Linked DNA regions of Mus musculus: region 2 is linked to region 1. Evidence: chromatin contacts called from public Hi-C data. All regions are on one chromosome and are shown on one strand. Each heading gives the region's core, a stretch centred on a gene start, on an enhancer-like site or on the middle of the called end of the contact. The rest is flanking DNA. Distances are from core to core; before and after follow the strand shown.

Region 1 (5,836 bases), core at 2,061-4,560:
ATTACAGGTGTGCACCATCATGCCTAGAAATAGGTGTTTAAACATAAATTTATAATGGCAATGGACAGTTGAGTAGTGTTAAATTGAAAGAACTTGCTTAGATGATGGAATCTAGAAGAACCCCAAACTCAATCACAAAATCCAAGAACATTCTTTGTATAACTGCTGATCATTAGAGTTCTCTAATCTTTATAAGCTTCTCTTCAATTTTAACCACTGTTACTGTAGTGGTCTGAAGAGTTTTGGCACCCCCACAAACTCATGTGTTTGAAAGCTTGGCTCAGAGAGTGTCACTGTAAGGAGATGTGGCCTTGTTGGAGGAAGTGTGTCACTGTGAAGGCAGGCTTTGAGGTTTCATATATACTTAAGTCTAGTCTGGCCAGTGTGATACAGTCCCCTTCTGTAGCCTGCGGATCAAGACACAGAACTCTCAGCTCCTTCTCTAGCACCGTGACTGTATGTATTCTACCATGCTTCCCATCATGATGATAATGGATTAAACTTCTGCAATTGTAAGCCAGCATTAATGAAATGTTTTCCTTTGGGGGCTGGAGAGATGGCTCAGCAGTTAAGAACATTGTTTCTCTTTCAGAGGTTCAATCCCCAGCAACCACATGGTGGCTCACAACCATCTATCCTAGGATCTGGTGCCCTCTTCTGGCCTGCAGGTGCATATGCAGCTAGAGCACTCACATACATTAAATAAATAGGGGGGGGGGGGAATGGTTTCCTTTCCAAGGGTTGCCTTCCCTGGTCATAGTATTTCTTCACAGCAATAAAACCCTAGCTAAGACTTCCCTTTATCTGAAATGCTTAGGAACAGAAGTGTTCTGAATATTTATATAGACATTACTGGTATAACATCTTCTAAATTTTGGAATACTTCACATTTTTGGAATAGAAGGTGCTAAGCCTATATTTAAAGAGAAAAGTAATGAACTGGGCATGGCAGAGAAGGCCTATATGCTAGCACATGGGATGTGGAAGCAGAAGAATTAGGAGTTCAGGGAATGTGTGTTAGGGGACTGACTAGACCACATCATACTGTCTCAAAGCATATGTGTGTAGGGCACGTGTGAGGAATCAGTTTTCCAAGCATAATACAGTGTAACTGAAGGTAACTGGTGGTGATTAGGAAAAACCTAAAGACAAATTGGGAATGTAGCTGGAATCAAAAAAGTCTTCATAGTTCAGAAAACATCTGTTTATCACTGTGAACCCAAGGGGTCATCCAGTCATATATGTGTGTGTGTGTGTGTGTGTGTGTGTGTGTGTGTGTGTGTGAGAGAGAGAGAGAGAGAGAGAGAGAGAGAGAGAGAGAGAGAGAGAGAGAGAGATGTTATGGCATAGTATTAAGTGCATGACCAGCTGTGTGACAGTGATGTCTTAGGAAGATGATGAAGATGTGCCCCGCCTCTCCCCAACCACCAAAGCGGAAGGAAAAAGGGAAACATGACACCTGTGTTTACTAAGAGTCCCTTTTGGCTGGCTGTGCTATTTTGGTTTACATATTTGAAAGTAATTATAGTTCTTGGTATCTTCCCCTTTTCCATCTAACGCTAAAATAGTGGTGCTGCAAACTCCAACTTTCAGCAGGCAGAGGCAGGTAGAGTTCTGTCAATTTAAGGCTAAGATGGAGCTACACAGTGAGATCCTATATAAGGAAGGTGGCAAGACAGGGCTAGAGAGATAGTACAAAGAGGTTAAGAGCTCTTTCAAAGGACCTGGGTTTGGTTTACAGAACCCATGTGTTGGCCCTCTTCTGGTTTCTTTAGTATTAGGTATAAACATGATGCACAGATATATACAAACACAACACCCACACATATAAAAGTAAAACAAATGAACAAAAACCCAAAAACAAATAAATTTAAAAAATAGCTTTAACATAGGGCTCTTCTTGCAAGTTTTTTCTCTGTACCAAGTGGTTGAGTATTTTGGTCCTAATCTGGATCAAAACTCTTCCAAGTGTTTACCTTATTTATTTATTTATTTATTTATTTATTTATTTATTTGGTTTTCCGAGACAGGGTTTCTCTGTGTAGCCCTGGCTGTCCTGGAACTCACTCTGTAGACCAGGCTGGCCTGGAACTCAGAAATCCGCCTGCCTCTGCCTCCTGAGTGCTGGGATTAAAGGCGTGCGCCACCATGCCTGGCTGTGTTTACCATTATTAAAGTATGTTTGTTCTATTTATTTTGATCTCATTATTCTTCTTGAGCCTGTACTTATGTAGGTTATAGCACTGGACACCACATATACATCCCATGACCTAAAACACTAGCACATAGCATTATAAACATTACCTGTTGTGATCTCTGAATAGCAGCATCAATTTCATCTACCCTTTGTCCAACAGTGTCACTGATCAGTTTGTACTGCTCGTTGGCATCAGACACAAGTTTATCCAGTCCTTCTCTGGCTCTCCAAGGCACCAGCTCTAGGAGAGCATGGCTCACCTCATTCACTGTGTCCAACACCAGCCTGTGTTCCATGACCTCCTTCTTCAGTTCCTAAGGAGGGAAAGGTTTTCAGGCCACACCTTGCTAAATTAAGCCCATCAGCAGCAGTGTGTGCTGGGGGGTTGGGGGAAGCCTATCTCCAGCACACATCCCAGCAGGGCACTGACCTCCTTCCTTCAGCTCTTTTTTTCTCTGCCTCACATTTTCAATCATTTTGAAACCTGCCTGACTTTCAGCTTAGCTGCTGCTTATTTACAACTGTCTGCAAGATTTGAGTCACACTGTCTGTGTAAAAACAGTGTTTCTTTCTTTCTATTCCTTAATGCTCTAACTAGGGGCATTTAACATAACAAATACCCACAAAGATTTCTGTGCATCAAGAACTGCTTTTGATACTGCAGCAGAATTAGAACTAACTACGAAGCACCTCCCCCATTTAATTCCTTCCCTTGCTTTGTTCTTGTTCTTTTTCTTCTAGTGCCCGCATCCATCTCCCTCGCCTCCTTTTCACTTGTCTTCTGGTCTCCAAACAGTGCCCCCTTTAGAGAATGAATGGTGGAGGTGAATTATAGGTGACACAGCAAGCAAACTTAGAACCTAGAAATTGACTTCTTTCTTCTTCAGACAACAGCCTTATCTTTATGTAAAATCTTGTTGTCATGAGTACACAAGAGAGAAAGCAGGAGTTCATTTGGTTTAGTTCTAAGGTAAAGGTAAGGAAATATGATACAGACAAAGATGAAACTTCTTTGCCTGCTGCAGTATAAAATGATGGCTTACCTTCTGTCTTTGCTGAAACTGGGGTATTTGCTCCCCTGTGGGAGACTGTCCTCCACTGGCTGCCAGCTCCTCCTCCGCCTCCCTCAGCCACCCAGTTAGTTCCTCATATGTAGAGTGGAACTTGGTGGCCAGCTGCCGGGCTTGTTCTAAAGTTCTGAGGGCCTTGGAGCTAGTGAGAGTGATGTCCGCATAGCGGGTCTTTATCCCATCCAGCTTCTCCTGGATAAGCAGTACCTCCTCGCCTGTGAAGAACAGCAGCCACTGTTCACACCAAGGAGCTCTCAGCACGGAGAGGAAAGGAGCCTTTTAATACTGTCTTTAAATGAGAGCTTAAATTTCATAGACTCTTGCTATGTCCTGACTTCACCCAATATCCCAAACTGAGGGGAAACTGGAAATGGAAATGAACCCTTAATCACATAAACTATTTGTGAGATCAAGCTTGAAATCCAATTGCAGGGGTTTCTAGATGTTTCTGAAACTTTACAGACAATGCTGATATTCAATATATTAGGAGGTAGGAGGAAGTGCCATCTATAATCAGATAGAAGACAACTAAGTAGTTTTCAAAAGGTTTAGCAGAAAATGAACATGTGACCTGTTTCTGTGGAACACATACAGCAATACAATCAGCGCATGTCAAGCTCCCACAGGCCAGGAGGACTGGTCAGTGCTGGGTGCTTATGGTCTTTAAGGCTGACAAGATGGCTTAGAGGACCTGGATTTGGTTCCAAAAAGCATATGGTGATTCATATCAACCTGTAAATCCACTTCCAGGGGACAATGCCCTCTTCTGGCCCCTGAGGGCACTGCGTACAGATGTGGTACACATATGTGCATACAGGCAAACCACTCAAAACATAAAACAATCTTAAGGAGATGCTAAGAAGTATACTTTTCAAAGTACCTGTAGTTTGTTTTAGAAGAGCCTGACCATTTTTTATTGCTTGATCTACATTCTTCTTTCTATTAATAATCTCTTCATTTAAAGCCTGAAAGGAAAGAAGAGCATTAATTTCAAATCTATGGCATAAGAAAGGGAAGCACTCTGAGCGCTTTAAAAGGACAACACCTAAAGAGATCCATTAGCAGCTCAGTTTAAAGTCAGATAGTTGATTCCTTTCTGTATCTCTGTGGTTACTCTGCTAAAGACAACTAAGAAATGCTCTATAGGCAAGCTCTCTTTCATGCTGGATGGAAAAGATTTAGGGTGAAATCGGCTTTACCAATCAACCGATATCAAACTCCAACACAAGAAGTTTAGAAAGGAAATACATCAAAAATGCGCGTTGTGTCTAAAATAGACTTCATGAAGCAAACTAAAACATGGCTGGAGTGAAGAACAGGGACTGCTCTTCCAGAGAATCTGAGTTTGATTTCCACCACCACGAGGCAGCTAGCCTCCACGTCCACACAGATCTGACATGCACATATACACACAGACACATAATTGAAAAAAGATCAAGGGCTGGAGAGATGGCTCAGTGGTTAAGAGCGCCAACTGCTCTTCTGAAGGTCCTGCGTTCAGATCCCAGCAACCACATGGTGGCTCACAACCATCTGAAACTTCTTCTGGAGAGTCTGAAGACAGCTACAGTGTATGTACTTACATATAATAAATAAATAAGTAAATCTTTAAAAAAAATCAAAACAGACATATTGTATAAGACAATACAGAATGTCTTGGATTTCACAAATATTAAGTTACAAGTACACGATGAGATTATGGACACCATTCAGATATATGTGGTTTCGTTACAGAATGCTCTCATCTACTCAAATGAAAACCTACTGATCCATTGATGTACCTACCCAATGTGCAACTGAGATGGACCTGCCTCTTACCTGTATAATGTAGAATCATTAGTTCACTTGTTAAATACGAGTATTTATTCATGGACCTATCCAAAAAGGACTAGTACTTGGCAACAACTCAACTATGTATATGTATAAATATTCTATGCACACAATAAAGCTGAAGTGTTTGGAATGAAGGGGAAAAAAGAAATTAAAAGAAAAAGAAATGAAAAGGAACACATATCAGAATGACAAAATAATTCAGTAACATAAGAATGAAAACACAAATACCAGGTGGTCGGCATGCTGTTTCTGCAGGACATCCTGTCTGTAATCCTTTACGAACACTGTACTGAGCTTGTCCTCAACCTCAGCCAGCCAGTTGAGCACCTCCACCTCATCCTCCCCGAACAGCCTAGCATTGAACAGGGCCTGCTCGAGCAGGGATGCTTTCCGACAGCACCGGTCTTGAATTTCACTGTATCGGGCCTGCAATGAGTCTAGCTTTTCTGACATGATGCCCTGCTCTGCCGGACATGTCAGGGAGGAGAGGGACTGCCCAATTTTAACTGCCTGGTGCACATCTGTTGCATGGTTTTCTATTTCTTCCTCTAGAGCCTGGAAATCCAGATGGAAAAAATGAGTAACAAAAAAGTAAATGAAAAACAAACATGAAACAATGAATAACAAATAACAGAACAAATTAAAATAAAAATTCACCTGCTGCACAGCAAAAACAATATGAGAAGTAACACACAAGCTGCTCCTCTCCCCTTTGATGTTCAGCTATTAGTCAATG
Region 2 (5,836 bases), core at 1,790-4,289, 280 kb after region 1:
TTGTCAATTGCCCTTCCCCCAAAAGCCTCAACACATCTTTCAATCCTCAAATATACTCTCTTATCTCAGAGCCTTCCTACCTGGTTTCCTCCAAGACTGTGCCCTCCATTGTTTCTCTCCTTTAGCACGACTCACTTCTACTCTCGGAAATTCTAAAGCCTTCCTCAAGTCACTGTGTTCAGCAGTAAGCACTCTGTAACTGAGCACTATCTGCAGCCCTCTTTTATATACGTTTAAGGGTGTGTGTGTGTGTGTGTGTGTGTGTGTGTGTGTGTGTGTGTGTGTGTGCCTGCAGAGGCTATAAGAGGGTGCCGGATTCCCTGGAGATAGAATTACAGGCAGTTGCCGGGAGCCCCTCTTGTGTGCTGGGAGCCTCTCTCCTGTCTTTTGTTTTGTGGTGGTTTATGTATTTATTTGTTTGTTTGTTTAATGTATATGAGTACACTGTAGCTGTCTTCTGACACACCAGAAGAGGGCATCAGACCCCATTACAGATGGTTGTAAGACACCATGTGGTTGCTGGGAATTGAACTCAGGACCTCTGGAAGAGTAGTCAGTGCTCTTAATCGCTAAGCCATCTCTGTATCCCCTTCTTTTTTCATTTTTTTGTTTTTGTTTTTGTTTTTGGTTTTGGTTTTGGTTTGGTTTGGTTTGGTTTGGTTTTTCGAGACAGGGTTTCTCTGTATAGCTCTGGCTGTCCTGGAACTCACTTTGTAGACCAGGCTGGCCTCCAACTCAGAGATCCACCTGCCTCTGCCTCCCGAGTGCTGGGATTAAAGGCGTGCGCCACCACACCCGGCTTTTTTTTTTTTCTTTTTTAAAATGTGTTTGTTTGTTTGTTTTGCAGCAGTGGCTTCCCTGGAACTCTCAATGTAGACCAGGCTGGCCTGGAACTAACAGAGATCACCTGCCTCTGACTCCTGGATACTGGTATTAAAGGTATTCAACACCATACCCAGCCGCCTTTTATTGTGGGACAGTATCTCTCTAAATTGCCCAGGCCAGCTTTGAACTTGCAATTCCCCTGTTAGCCTCTCTGCTTAAGGATAATTCATTTACGAGCCTCCTGGGTGCCTGAGACTACAAGCCTGTGCCACCACACTGCCTCTTTTCTTTCTTCCATATTACATTTTTATTTCTTTTTCATGCATTTTGATGTGTATGAATGCCAAGGCATAGGCACGGAGAGGAGGTGACAAGGTGTGAGCACTGGTTCTCTTCATCAACCCTTATTCTTGTTTCTTTGAGGCAGGGTCTTTCTCACTTCTTCCTTTGAAAGTTTCCAAAAGCTGCTCTTGACCCTGAGGTCCTTTTGCCTCAGCCTCAGTTACAGGCATGCACTGCCAGCTTGCCTTTTTTTTTTTTTTAAGTAGTTTTTTTTGTTTTAATTTTATATGCAGGAATGTTTTGTCTGCATGGATGTATGTGTACAAAATAGTGCCTACAGAAATCCGAAGAGAGCTTTGAATCCCCTGAAACTGGCAATGCAGATGATTGTGAGACACCACGTGCATGCTGGGAATTGAATTGGGTCCTCTGCAAAAGCAGCCAGTGCTCTTAGCCACTGATCCATCTCTCTAGCTCTGACCAGCTTGTCTTTCAGCCTTCCTATAGCATTAGCTCGGTAAGCCCTGGGGCTTTTGTATGTGAGGGTGCCTGAGGTCCTCAGCATATGGCAAACAACACTGTATATTTAGGACACTCTTGAATGTTTAAAATTTTGATCGACTACAAAATAAATGAGTGAATGAGACAGACGATCTTAAAATACTGAGCTGTCTGTGGCTTTTGACTAGGCTACAGTATTTAAAAACTTTGGGCTGGGTTGTAGCTCAGTGGTAGAGTACGTCCTTAGCATGCAGAGAGCTTCATTCAGTCCCAGCTCAAGCAGACACACACACTCACACAAATAGTATATTTATTTCTCATGGCCTCATACTTTGTGGGCAGCATTTTCCCCAGAACCAAACTCTAATCCTTTGCCTAAAAAATCCACTCCCTGCATCTCCAACTCCTGAAAGCCTAGAGGGAAACTCCTGGCAGCGCATGAAGCCGGTTTTAACTGGCCCAGGCAGCTCTTTTTAACAACCCCACCTTTTAGCTGAGTGGGAGTCAAGCAGGCCTGTAAGCCCAGCGTGTAATCCAGAGGCACGTGGGTCTCCGTAAGTTTGAAACCAGCCTGGTATACAAATCGAGTTCCAGGACAGCCAAGGCTGTTACATGGAGAACCTTGTTAGTTCAGGAGCTGGGTGTCATGGTACATGCCTTTAATACCAGCACTCCTGAGGCACTCTCAGTGTGCCAGCCTGGTCTACATAGTTCCAAGACAGCCAGAGTTACATAGTTAGACGCCATCTCACAAAACAAAACAAACCAAGCAAGCAAACAAACAAGCAGACAGTATTTACTCAGTGGTCAAGAACTGGAGCTACTTCATATTCAGAAAGAGGGAAGTGCGAAATCCTGTCCCCGTCCCCTCCTCAACCTCTAGGAGACTTCCTTCCAACACTTCATCAACTTGGCTTAAGCAGCTCTATTTTCTGTGTGTGAACTGATGCTCTATAAATACATCTGCTAGTAAGGTGTGATGTGTGTGAGTGTGTGTGTGTGTGTGTGTGTGTGTGTACTCTATTCCTCTTTATGGCACTATCTGCTGTGTCTTACATGGTGTGTCTTTTACATTCCCCTGTAGAAATTGGTAGCAGGAGCAGCAGGGACTGCTCAGATTGATCATTTGGTTGGAAGCAAACGGCCAGGTTCTAGTCTCAGTCTTAGGAGTCCCACCTCTAGGTCAGTCCCTCCCCCTTTGGCCAGTCCTAGACAAAGTTGCTTTCTGCCTTGGAAACCTAAGTTTTACCCTAAGTCCCTTAGTCTCCTCAGGGCAGCTAGACTTTGCCTGCCTCTTGTGCTATCCTCTTCTGCTATAAAAGTGCAATATCCCTCATCTCAAAAGCCTGGATGGTGCCAGCCACCCAGGAAGAAGGTTCCCTGCCACCCAGCAGCCCATCACCATAGCAACCCTCAAAATGGTTACCCAGATGGCTGGGTAACCATAGCAACTGGCCAAGTCTCACCTTCTTAGCCTCTCCCTAGGCCTTCTCTGACTTCTCAGAGTCACTGCCATCTCCCATCCTCCCTCCAGAGAACAAGAGGAAGGACCCTCAACAAGAAGCTGTCCCAAAGAAGTGTGGAATGCCTCAGCCACCCAGGCCTGTCTTCACAGAGTGCATAGAAAGGATGTGAAGACACTCGTGAACCATGAAGTGCTACACACATGTTTCTGGTCATTATCTTACTAAGCACTGTAAAGGCAGTAGTTGCCTTAGGCAGAGCTAGAATCCTTCCCAGTTTGGCCCCTTGCTGGCTGAGAGACCTCAGGCGAGGTCCTGAACTCTCCAGGTGTCTGTCTGTTTACTATAGAACATCAGCTTCTTAAACTCAGTTTGACCATTGTGGTTCACAACAGCATGCACCACACAAGGCATATAGCTGGCATTCAGAACGGATCAGTAGTTACAGAGGGCCCCGGCCCTCCACCATCTCTCCCAACAGTGTGGATAAAGCTGTATTCTTTTTCCTCTTGAAAGAATCAAACCTCATTGGGCAGTGGTGACGCATGCCTTTAGTCCCAGCACTAGGAAGGCAGAGGCAGGTGAATCTCTGTGTGTTTGAGGCTAGCCTGGTCTACAGAGCAAGTTCAAGGGCAGCCAGGGCTACACAGTGAAACCCTGTCTTGAAACAAACAAACAAACAACAAAGATTTGAGCCTCATTCACACCACATCTCCCTTCCGCAAGAGAGGGTCTCATTCTTGTGGGCACCTGAGGTTCTTACAGGCGAGGCTGCAGGCAGGCTGCATTCACTATACAGGAAACTGGGAGGTTCCTGAAACTCAAAGGCACAGCAACTCATCTATAAAACTTCCCTCCCTCCCTTCCCACACTGCTCCACCACAGGAGCCTGTGAAGGACAGAACCTACCATTAATCCCCAGGGCCTCCACGGGTCCTACACTGTAGTGGCCTCTGTTTTTAGGTGAGAACGGCAGTGTGGAATACTTCCCCAGGCATCTGAGCAAGCCTGAGATTCAGGCTCTTCTGACCTGGCAGAATTCCTTCCCTCACAGATGGAAGACTAAGATTTAGTCTCAACGTTTCTTTTTTTTTTTTTTTTAAAGATTTATTTATTTATTTATTATATGTAAGTACACTGTAGCTGTCCTCAGACACACCAGAAGAGGGCGTCAGATCTCATTACAGATGGTTGTGAGCCACCATATGGTTGCTGGGAATTGAATTCAGGACCTCTGGAAGAGCAGTCAGTGCTCTTAATCACTGAGCTGTATCTCCCGCCCCTAGCTTCTTTCTTTCTTTCTTTCTTTCTTTCTTTCTTTCTTTCTTTCTTTCTTTTTTTAATATTTATTTATTTATTCATTTATTTATTTTATGTAAGTAGACTGTAACTGTCTTCAGACACTCCAGATGATGGCATCAGATTTCGTTACGGATGGTTGTGAGCCACCATGTGGTTGCTGAGATTTGAACTCATGACCTTTGGAAGTGCTTTTAATCACTGAGCCATCTTACCAGCCCCCCAGCCCCTAGTTTCAACTTCTTATTTTTGTTTCACTTTTTGAGAAGAAGTTTCTCTACATAGTCCTGACTGTCCTGTGTCTTCTAGGTGCCTGGATTACGGAATTCCTCACCACTCCTGGAGTCATTGTTTCTTTTTTTTTTTTTTTTTTTTTATGGTTTTTCAAGACAGAGTTTCTCTGTGTAGCCCTGGCTATCCTGGAACTCACTTTGTAGACCAGGCTGGCCTCGAACTCAGAAATCCGCCTGCCTCTGCCTCCGGAGTGCTGGGATTAAAGGCATTCGCCACCATGCCTGGCTTTCATTGTTTCTTCTCCCTCTCCCCCTACCCCTACCCCCTCTCTCTTTCCTTCCTTCCTTCCTTCCTTCCTTCCTTTCTTTCTTTCTTTCTTTCTTTCTTTCTTTCTTTCTTTCTTTCTTTCTTTCTTTCTTTCTTTCTTTCCTTCTCACTGTATAGCTCTACCTAGCCTAGAATTTGCTCTATAGACCAGGTTAACCTTGAATTCACAGAGATCCACCTACCTCTGCCTCCTGAGTTCTGGGATTACAGTCATGCGCCAAAACACTCAGCTCAACTTCCAACTTTTTGAATTTTCAAAACTCCATTTTGGGATGCTCCCCTCCATTACCCTGGCAGAGTTCTGATTAAAGCCAGGGTCCATGGGTCTGAAGTGTTTCAGGTACAACAGATGCCTCTGCCAAAAAACAGCTCCTGGTTATAGAACAAATGTGCCGAAGCCTCACTCTGTACATCCTTGGAGAAGAACATGAGTCTTGTCTGGAAGAATCCCAAGCAGGGGACATAGTGTCCCTGGGACTCAGTACCTCCCGAGGCCCCTGGGCAGGGGTACTAGGACAGGGGCTCTCTTCTTCAGAAGTTGACTCTGGAGTAGATAAACAGATTAAAAACTAGAGAAGGGCAGTGGTGCAGTGTGACGGTTGAGAAGTGGGGCAAGGGCTGGCATACAGCTCATTTCATAGACTGCTTCCCTGGCATGCATAAAGGCCTGTGCTCATTTTCCATCACTACAGGAGGCAGAGGAAGAGGGATCTCTGGGTTCAAGGCCAGCCTGTCTACATAGTGAGTCTTGGACAGCCAGAGCTCCATAATGAAACCCTGTCTCAAAAAGCCCAAAAAATAAAAATACAAATATAAATAAATAAATAAAATCAGAACTCAAGATGAAGACAGGAGTTAGAAATCTAGTTCATCTGCCAGGCAGTGGTGGCATACACCTGTAATCC

The links. A called contact is a pair of places that touch in the nucleus more often than the background predicts.
Region 2: a contact with region 1 is called in a Hi-C map of cerebral cortex, with 5 times the contacts expected there. The contact joins two enhancer-like sites. A contact is called at or near these places in 10 of 39 promoter capture datasets (the 3T3-L1 cell line, the C10 cell line, the HPC-7 cell line and 6 more), 23 of 484 Hi-C or Micro-C datasets (3T3-L1-derived adipocytes, the AtT-20 cell line, the C2C12 cell line and 16 more), 10 of 115 datasets of contacts at active chromatin or transcription factors (T-cell acute lymphoblastic leukemia, astrocytes, craniofacial prominence and 6 more) and 1 of 9 other capture datasets (adipose tissue).

The regions. Positions count from the first base shown.
Region 1 is chr4:123,391,766-123,397,601 of GRCm38.p6, forward strand. It overlaps Macf1 (microtubule-actin crosslinking factor 1), which reads right to left. Exons shown (of 98, transcript NM_001199136.1): 62 at 4,148-4,232; 63 at 3,241-3,482; 64 at 2,305-2,511. Among named protein-coding and RNA genes, the nearest start is that of D830031N03Rik, 17 kb to the right of the region's middle. Within about 2 kb of position 3,311, at least 8 of the 459 cell types and tissues checked have an H3K27ac peak or open chromatin away from gene starts, as enhancers often do. A contact at or near this core is called in cerebral cortex, where this site is marked.
Region 2 is chr4:123,667,777-123,673,612 of GRCm38.p6, forward strand. The region is part of intron 1 of Macf1 (microtubule-actin crosslinking factor 1); the gene reads right to left. Gm12925 (predicted gene 12925) reads left to right here. Exons shown (of 4, transcript NR_136925.1): 3 at 848-939; 4 at 3,143-3,434. Among named protein-coding and RNA genes, the nearest start is that of Gm12925, 4.8 kb to the left of the region's middle. Within about 2 kb of position 3,040, at least 42 of the 459 cell types and tissues checked have an H3K27ac peak or open chromatin away from gene starts, as enhancers often do. A contact at or near this core is called in cerebral cortex, where this site is marked.